Regions from separate parts of the Zea mays genome. Here regions 1 and 3 are each linked to region 2. A link is a contact called in public Hi-C data. All regions are on one chromosome and are shown on one strand. Each heading gives the region's core, a stretch centred on a gene start, on an enhancer-like site or on the middle of the called end of the contact. The rest is flanking DNA. Distances are from core to core; before and after follow the strand shown. Region 1 holds the start of LOC100383811. Region 2 holds the start of LOC100282881 (protein SUR2). Region 3 holds the start of LOC100193678.

Evidence for each region. Hi-C and Micro-C count contacts between places; a contact is called where the count stands out from the background.
Region 1: a Hi-C map of tassel shows a contact between it and region 2, with 5 times the contacts expected there. The contact joins the promoter of LOC100383811 here to the promoter of LOC100282881 in region 2. A contact is called at or near these places in 10 of 25 Hi-C or Micro-C datasets (bundle sheath, ear, endosperm and 4 more).
Region 3: a Hi-C map of leaf shows a contact between it and region 2, with 2.3 times the contacts expected there. The contact joins the promoter of LOC100193678 here to the promoter of LOC100282881 in region 2. A contact is called at or near these places in 4 of 25 Hi-C or Micro-C datasets (bundle sheath, ear and leaf).

What each region holds. Positions count from the first base shown.
Region 1 is chr9:5,951,122-5,954,383 of Zm-B73-REFERENCE-NAM-5.0, reverse strand. It overlaps LOC100383811, which reads right to left and starts at 1,351. Exons shown (of 2, transcript NM_001350729.1): 1 at 69-1,351. The coding sequence starts at 1,295.
Region 2 is chr9:6,145,356-6,148,476 of Zm-B73-REFERENCE-NAM-5.0, reverse strand. LOC100282881 (protein SUR2) reads right to left here and starts at 1,529. Exons shown (of 3, transcript NM_001155787.2): 1 at 1,287-1,529; 2 at 797-1,041; 3 at 1-206. The coding sequence starts at 1,024.
Region 3 is chr9:6,383,768-6,387,020 of Zm-B73-REFERENCE-NAM-5.0, reverse strand. LOC100193678 reads right to left here and starts at 1,854. Exons shown (of 6, transcript NM_001138771.2): 1 at 1,594-1,854; 2 at 439-465. The coding sequence starts at 1,649.

The DNA of each region.
Region 1 (3,262 bases), core at 102-2,601, 190 kb after region 2:
CCACTTATCAACCCCCAATGTACCACAATGTCACTTGTAAGTTGTGAACAGAGATCGGAGCAGCTCACCATTTCCATATACTGATGGAACAATTCTGTGCAACCATCCCGCCGCCATGTCTCAAGGTCGAACACATTTACGCCATATGCCCATGCACAGGCATTGGGCTTGAATCGATCCCGCACAATGGGCTGCGTAAAGTTGAGATACTTCCTGTACCTCCGAAACCCCCCGAAGCACGTCTCCACGGCGCCATTCACCTTCCCGTCCAAGTCGACCTGCCAAAGCGCTGCCAAATCCTTCTGTACCACCACATCGTCCTCCAAAAGCACTACCCTCCGCAGCGACGGGAACATATCTGGGAGGTAGAACCTCAGGTAATCCAGCAACTCGACGTCCCTGTTGCCGGCGTCGATCTGCCTGACCACGGGCGAGTTGGTGGCATTGAGGAACGGAAAGTCGGAGTGAGCAAGGAGCTGGACGTGCACGCCAAGCGGCGGCGGGCGCCGCGCGAACCAGACCCGGAATGCAGGCAGGTACATGGGCGCGGTGACCACATGGAAGACGTGGCGCGAGGGGTCGGCCGCGGCGCGTGCAGCCGAGGCCACCACGACGGAGATGGCGAGCACGTTGTCGGAAAAGATGGCGTAATGGTACAACGCGGGGTCATCGAACTCGGGGGACGGGTCGGGATCGTCTGCGAATGCGGTGGGGTTGGCGAGGCGGGCCTCGAGGAGGCGCATGGCGAGGCAGTGGAGCGACTTGGGGGTGGAGTCCGCAGCGATGCGGGAGGACATGCGCCCCGCGCGGCGCGCGCGAGAGAGCTGCTCGCCGACGGCGAAGACGGTGTCGGAGAGCTTGTGGATCTTGGACTGAGTGTCGAAGCCCTCCTTGGCGTCAGCGGCGAGGCCGCGCGCGAACTTGATGCGCTCGCGGGCCTCCTTTTCGAGGGGCCTGAGCGCGTCCTCGGGGAGTGAGGAGGAGAGGTGGGAGGCAAGGCGGGCGGAGAGCGCGGAGAGGTCGGAGGAGAGGGACGAGAACGAGAGCGACTGCGCTGCGGAGTCCTCCTTGAGCTTCCGTGCGTGCGCGGCGTACGCGGCAAGGACGGCCGCGTGGTCGGCCGCGTGGCGGCGGACGGCGGCGAGGCGCGCGGACGGCGGGGACGAGGAACGGGCCGACGAGGTGGGCGTGGAAGAGAGGAGGAAAGAGAGTCCCGCGAGGAGGAGGAGCGTGAGCAGAGCCGCGAACGCCGCGCGGCGCGGGGCGGACGGCCGGAATGCGCGGCCGCCGGCCATCGGGGATGGGGAAGTGGCCGAGTGGGAGCGGGGACTGGAGTGGCCGGTGGCGAAGTGCGTCGCGGATCTGAGCTGATGCCGAGACGGAAAGAGGCCGGTGGGCGATCCTGTAGGTCCAATCAGTCAGTGAATGGTGGGCTTGGCAACCGTGGGTATCGATGTCGGTGAGAACCAAAAGAAAATAATATAAAGAAAGAGAGAAAGAGACCGCCAACCAGTCCACAAGATGCAGCGCCCAACAACTGTGTCGCGAGAATGCGAGTCATTTTTCGGACGCGCTGCTAGGTCCTGTCACGCTCTTTATCTCACACATTATTTTAATTTTCTTTAGGCAAACAATACAGCCCACATACACAGTGTTACTAGAGTTGGCCTGCAGCTCATGGTTTTGGATTCGGTTCTCTAAAGGCTCGTTTAGTTTAAGGTGAATTGAGAGAAATTAGAGAACATTAATTCCCCTTACATTCATTAAATAGTAGGGGATTTAATCCTCTTTAATCTCACTCAATCTATACCTAACCAAACAAACCTAAATAGTAAATATATCATACTAAATACTTTTATAGAGTTGTTTTAATGAAAAATAAAATAGTCAAAGTCGTTTTGGTTTAATAAAAAATAAAAGCCAACCGTTTCTAGAGGGCCACAAATATGATTTCTTTAAAATGCTAACGGCTCATCCTCTTAGAAAGAGTCATAGCAAACATCCCTTAAACGCAACGACATCAGAACAAAAGAAGAGCCATAGTTCTATTATACTAGAGGAAGAAAACTAGGGGTAATATAGAGCCTGGATCTTTCCTCAAGGTACCGAACAAGAACTTTGATGGTCCCGCAGACCATGTGTTGACCCTCAAAATATGCTAATGGGGAGTTTAAGTTTTACCACCAAGTTTCTAGGTAAGATATAAGAGAATATTTGGTGTGACAAGAATTGAAGCCCGAGCGAAGAAAAGACAATATTGGACTATGCTCTGCCCAAATTAACCAAGACAATTTACCTTTTTGGCTCACCAAACAAGCTTTTTAGGCCCAACTAAACCAGTCAGATTGATTTTCTTTCCAATCCTAAAATGATTTGATTATAAATTGGTTTTAGATCTATTTTTTTATGTGGAAAACTTTGATATTACATTCTAGACTTGTTTTCTACTAGGATAAGATCACGCCTTTATATATCAAAGGATCATAGCCGATTAAGAGATCCAAACATCCAATCAACTTTTTAGCATCTATCTACTACCCCTTTTACTCAAAATTTTCAATCTTTTGCTATTAGTTTCATCTCTCCATGAGATCCGTCAGTATTTTAGGTGGCCTTGCCAACACTAGGATAACCTAGGTGTTCCCAATTTCTTGCAGCAGGGGACATGTTCTGAATCGGCATAACCAATCCCTTGAATGGTCTCACAATCTTGGAGTTGCTTGTTGCATGTGATAGGCCGTGTGTGACCTCGATCATGGTAATCCTTTCTGATATATGGCCCATTTCAACGTCAAGACACTTTTTGGTGATTTTGTTAGGGAAATAAGACCGATCTAAGTACAAGATGCCTGGAGATCATAATAACAATAGGAAGGGTGATTTCATCGATGTGTTCTATGAAAGGAACATCATCCATTCTACTACTATTGATCAACTCCCAAGAGGATCTTCGCAAGAAAGTGGAGGAGACGAATGTTGCAACGTGGAAGCCACCCTAGCAGGTTGCTCAATGGAATGATAGTTTAGTAGTGTGGCTATGCAATTCAAGCCCATCAACATCTACACCTTTGAAGCTTCAACCGCTACTGCACCCAAGGTAACACCACCCATAAGTGATTTATTGTCCATGGTTATTTTGGATCAAGGTAACGCCACCCTTGACTTATGGTTTTTGTTGGGTTTTAACTCTAGCCTACCCCAACTTACTTTGTACTAAAAGGCTTTGTTGTTGTTGTACTTTGTATCAAGTGAAACAATTTTG
Region 2 (3,121 bases), core at 280-2,779:
TGGTTGTACAGAGCTCCAAAAGCGTAGGGGACGACAAGAGTGTGGTGCTTAGAGTGGACGTGCTTGTACAAGAACTTGTTGATGTGCATGTATCTGTGCATGAAATACTGCCATGTGTCCATGACAAACATTGCAACGATAAATTGCAACGCCAATACCAGAGCCGGAGGTTGCTTCCTCACAGCCCCATTCTCATCACCAAGAACCTGCAGTTTCAGGAAATTTCATGGTTGTAAGTCCAGTTTTCACAGGTGAAATTTCAAAGTCAAGTCCACAAGCAGCATCTAGAACCAATGTTGGTCAAAACTAGGAGGAGGAAGTTCTACAATGTTATTAATAAATACAGTGCACTAGGTCAAACTTTAGTGGCTTGTAAATTTCAATGCCATCAACTCAGTTTACTTTTATAATCACTCCAAGTAACAGTCCAAGTGCCGATGTGAAATTAAACGAAGCTACTTAATAGGAACAATTAAGCTCGAGACAAGTTCAGGTCCTTAGTTAATCTCAGCCATTCCTTCTGAATCTACCGATTCTCCCTCCATCAATTACCATGACAAAAAATACAAGAAACCTAAGAAATTCATCAAGCAAAGGATATATGTGAAAAGGTCAATCGATTCGGATCCACAACTGCTTGCTTTGCTGTTGAAACAAACCAAAACCATCTTTTGTAAACAGCAGCCTACTTACCAAATTCACCGTCTAGAAAATAACTAACAAAATACCAGTAGTCCAGTACCAAATACTAATCACACACTTTTTTTGGCAGTTAGATGTTGGAAAGAGTGATTACCGTGAAGAGAAGAAGGGAGACAGCGATTTGAAACGCCTGCTGAACAAGGACGCCCCTGACGACCGTCGACCTGGAAACGATGTTCTTGGCCTCCTCCTCCCCCTTGGGATGGAGCCTGTAGTCGTCCATCCCGAGCCCGTCCAGGACGACGTAGAGCCCCGAGTAGAGCCAGTACACCGCAATCGGCACGAAGGTGCCCAGCAGCTCGTCGGAGACCGCAAATGCCATCGCCACTTGAGCGCGCCCTGCGACCGTCAGCAGGCGCGCGAGCACCGAGACGTTAGCCAGCGGCTGATTAGGCTAGCTAAACGAATGATAGAACAGACGAATCTTGAACCCAATCGACCGCAATGTCATCGCATTACGACCGAAGAGGCGAACGCTAACAGGAGATACGCCGCAAATGCGCAGAGGATTCCCCATGCCAGTGACCTCGCGAAAGCAATTCGCAGAGGAGAACGCGACGAATCAGGGCGGATCTCGTTCTTACCAGGAAAGACGACGAAGAAGCTTAGCCTCCGGCGGTTCCTTCTCCTGGCTCTGTGTCTGTGTCCTGTCCCGAACAGGGCAAGAAAGAAGCGCCTTTTTGCCGGATTGCGTTGCCTCTGCTCCGAGATGGATGAAATGGGATGGGATGAGTTGGCCGCCTAGTCCGGCGAGTACTTATAGCTGGGCAGCAAGCGCAATGTTTGTGGTCTGTGAGAAGACCGGCGAGATTTTTACTTGTCTCCGGTCACCTTGGCTGGGCAGGCTGGCTGGCTTCAGTTCCGTCCAGGCGTGAGGGGGGGGGGGGGGGACGAGGAGGAGAGAACTGGAGAAGGCTGAAGGCTAGTCGCGCACACCGCACGCCTCTGCGCGTTGCTGTTTGCCTGTTTTGACTATTTCGGAAGCGTCTTTTCGGCGGACCGGAGCCGCACTCGTGCTTGGCTGCTGGTTTCACCAAGATGTCATACTTTTAAAAGGCGGTCAATATTATCTAAAAACTATATGTTTACTTCATTAAAAAAATATCTCAACATGTAACGATTACATTGTACAAGTAAAGAAAGTAGCAAAAAAAACTATTTAAAAATGTAAGTATTATAAGTATACTTAATTTGGAATAAAGTTAGTAGTCCGTTGCTGCTGCTACCTGCATGCTGGTGGTGGTCAATGGAGCTGGGCGGTTGAAGTGGTCGCTGCTGAAGTGCTGATACAAGGTCTAACCCTAGCAGCGATAAGAAAATGGAACCTGTGCTGGGCACACAGGATTGCAGGATTTGAGAACGGATTCTCTGCAGTCTGCACGACCCACGGGCCAGGGGATGCACATGCGTCGCTTCGCAAAATATTCCTGAGGAAGAAAAAAAAAAGTTTAAACCTGCTGTTGGAACTTATATAAAAATGTGTAAATCTTCTTTGCAAAAAAAGATAAAATTAAATTAAAGTTCGGATGTTTGAACTGTTGCAGCATCAATTTAGATAAAAATACTATAAAACCCGTAGAAATCGGTACGGATTAAAGTTAAACGAACAGGCTATCTGCTAGTAAAATATTGCCACTAATAAATAGCATACATACGAAAAAAAGAAATGTAATGGTAGGAAGACTTGGAGTTTCATAAAGTTCTCGTTGCACTAGATGTACTTTTTAAAACTATTTTTATGAAAAAAAACACGTTTTTTAATAGGAAATCTTTCTTAGGGAAAAAAAGAGTACATGACAGAGCTACAGAATGACGGTTGGGCGTATTCTGAACATTCGTTTTTTTTAGTTCGTGAAGACCGACTCGGCCACCTTGTTTTCGCAAAACTTCCGTCTCTAGGCACTTGAACATTCTTTCGTCAAGCTAGCTTGTTTGTTTGGGCTTTTTGGAGCCTGTGACTACCAAAAGCTGCTGCGAATTGTCAAACGCTTAGCTTTTCAGTCAGCTTCTACAAAATTCGTTTAGGTAAAAATCATTCAAAATCAACATAAACACATAATCGGTTGAGTCGTTGCAATAGTAGGAATCCGTCACTTTCTACATCCTGAGTCCTATGGACACCTTTATCTTCCTCCGCGCATAATTCTAATGATACTCAGATTCTCTACACAGTCAGATTCTTCCTACAGCTAGATTCTCAGAAAAGCTGGTCAGAAAAAAGCTGAACGAAACAGATCCAGAATTCTCTGTGCAGCTGCATGGATATCTTTGGATACGAAATACTTTGATACATACTAGTGTAAGTACAATTGTATACTATTTGGCATACGGGCTTCAGTTTGCGCGTTGGATTTTTTTGCCAGCACGAGATGCATACCTTGTTCCCTTTTTTAAAAAATAAATAAAAATAAAGTAGACG
Region 3 (3,253 bases), core at 605-3,104, 240 kb before region 2:
CCAAAGTACCAAACTAACATCTCTTTCCTCATGTCTAGTAGTACCGGAGTCACATCTCATATATTTGATTTTAGTTCTACTAAGTATAAAACCTTTGGACTCCGGAGTCTTTAGCCACAACTCCAATTTCCTATTTACTCCTGCCAGTGACATAGTCAGGGGCGAAGACAGGGAGGCAGAGGTTGGGACATAGTTAGGAGCCACTGTAACATTGCTCCAGGCTCTCTGTAATGTCCCCCCAATGCTCCTGTAATTCTATAGGAGCCACTAATTATTTTAGCTAATCATCATGCAAATAAGCTAAAATACCTCCCTAACAGCCCCCTCAATCTGATTTGTCCCCCTCCCAAAAAAAAAACAAATCCTGGCTTAGCCCCTGGACATAGTATCAAGAGGAAAATACTGAGACAGTCAACTAAGGACAAAGGAGATACTTACAGAGGATAAGCAAGTGATATGAGTGGCCTGAAAAGAAAAATAAGGGAAAAGAGAAACTCAGTATCACAACAAGAAAACATTGTCGAACATAGGGACACCAGAAACTTAGAAATTACATTGACATGATTTGATAATCTATCTCAGTCATATAGCTAACAGCTGCCATGTTTTACTAAAATAAATAAAAATCATCCAGTGGAAGCCATCTCCATCCTTCCTAGTCCATGAAGACTAAAATACAGATGAGTAGATGACTATGATGCCTCTGTACTAGTTCCCATGAGAGCAGGGCCAACAGTTTCTTTAATGCATCGGCTCTTTCCAAAACTATTTGAATCCAAGCTATATACCTAATGCTAATAAACCACTTAGTTCTGCAGCACTCAGAGTCTGCAGGCATGCCAAAGTAACAAGTCATGGTAGTGGCGCAATCTTATGTAGTGGATCCAGGGAATGTAGCCAACAACAAAACTAAGGCCAAGCTACAGAAGCACAACATGGTGGACTTCAACAGAACAAAATGGCACAAAGCAAGATAAAATATTAGACCAGAAACAAAATCACTAAACATTGGAATCAGGATACTGCTCAGTAGCACAAACCGTAGAAGTTCAAGACCTAGCATGGAAACCTCGAAATATCTAGTGTATTGGGGTGGAATTTTTGAAGTAAATTTGAAGGATTTGGATTCCAATACAACTATACAAATAGTTCGAAGATCCCCGGGTTGATTACTATTATCTACCAAACAAAAAGGAAACCTTTTGGAGTGAGTTTCCTTCCACAAATATTGGTAAGATTTTGCAGTAAAACCCAGACTTGATCCTACCAATCAATTGACCTAGGATTTTCGCAAAATCAAGTATGGAGCGACAACTACCGGTCACACAGTTTCATCGAAACACCGAGACCTCAGGCAAGAGGGAGCCAAACGCGTTCATCCATTGCCAATAGCAACCCAACAACCCGAAAAGAAAGATTCCCGTCGTGCACGCTTTCGCCATGTCGCTTGGTACAACAACAATAGGGATCAAGATCGGTCGCTCGTACAGAATCTACGTCGAACCCTACGAAAACACATGGCGAGAAAACGCTGAACCTAGAACCAATGAATCGCATGGGGGCGAAATCAAAAGGATGAACAAACAATCATACCCGGCAAGGACATCGAAGTTCTTGGCCAGCACCTTGAGGAAAGATCCGGACCCCATCTTGCTCTCTGCTCCTCCTCCAGTAGAACAGAACTATCGGCCTCCCCTGCAGCTAAAAACCTGGAAGCGCGCGCTCTCTCTCTCTCTTCCTGTCTTCCTCTCTCTTCTTTTGGTTCTCAATTCTCAACCAGTCAGTCTGTCCTAACGTTTCTCTCTGTGGCGGTGTGGCCGGCGTCGGGCCCCACCGTCAATGCGGAAGAAATATGCGGCCGCCGACCGTCCGCTCGTGGCGTTTTCTCTCGCGGAATGATAGACGAAGGTTCTGGGGTGTTCAGAATCGGCGGCCCACAGGGCTAGAGCCCGACCTAAGCAATCACGGCTGTGGAGAACGGATGTGGCCCCGCCCATTGCACGTGAATCAAGCAGTCCAGTTGCCTGGGCCTAATATATGCTCTGGATATCTTTATTTGTGTTTCCAAAATTATAAAGCTAGAGAACTTAAAAGTCCTGTTACCATAGCTTTGTTTCACCTCAAAGACGTTCTGCTCCAAAACTTTTTATGATAGAGCAGCTCTATTTATAGAGTGACAGGTAAATACCTCCAAATTTCATGTATATATTGCTTTTTAAGGATTTTAGAGTAGCAAAAGAGGTATTTCAAAAAATTGTACTACATCTCTTAAATATGGACTTTGTAACTCTGGAGTTGGTGTGTTTTGTTGTCTCTGGTCAGCTTCCCTTAAAATTTTGCTATGGAGGCAATGCCAAACTCCATGTTAGTAAGGCTATTCGCACTGCATGCGGTTATTGGGTACCGAATTGTGGACCCAAGCACTCAGTGACAAGAAAGGGAAACACAAAGCACGACAAGACGATTGGTAGGAAATGTAGCATCTTGTTCTGCGTGTCCGAAAGAGAAATGGCCTTATGGACTAACTAGTTTGCCTAGTCTTTGATTCACAGGGTCATAAGTCCACTCAACTCAGTTCTAAGTCAGAAAGAGCTCAAAACCAACCATAGAGAGGGTAAAACTTGGAAAATATAAAGAATGCATAGTTTTACACTTTGGATAAGTTGCATATACCCCTAGAAACCTATTTGACACATCTAAGGAGGTTGGAAATCTCAGGTTTGCAAAGTCAATATTTTGGTGCTAGTTTGAGAAAAAAACAAGTTTCTAAGTTGGAGAGAAGAAAAAGTCCAAAAAATATGACTTAGACTAGTTGGATTGTCACCACTTATGTTTGTCTAAGTCATAACATCTCCCTCAAAGACAGCCAAAAAGATTTGGAGAAGAATTGGACAAAAGAAGAAAATTTGGGCTGCTGCCTGAGCACCGGGGGATCACTGGGAGCGCATTGGAGGCTCACCGGACCGTCCGGCCCGAGGACACCATTTCCGCCAATTTTAGGCTGGCACACCAAGGCACACTAAGGCATATTTTAGGCTCGCCGGACTGTCCGGTGTACACTAGCTCTGTCTGATGTGAATTATAGGGAACCAACTAGCTTCAGGTTTTTCTAGGAGTCGGAGCACCGGATCGTCGGTGCACACTGGACCATCTGACAGAGGACCAACGGCCACCTGCAAAACTAGAACGATCATCTGCTCTGGCACTGTTCACTGTCCGGTGGTGCACCAGACAATTGACGTTCATTGTCCGG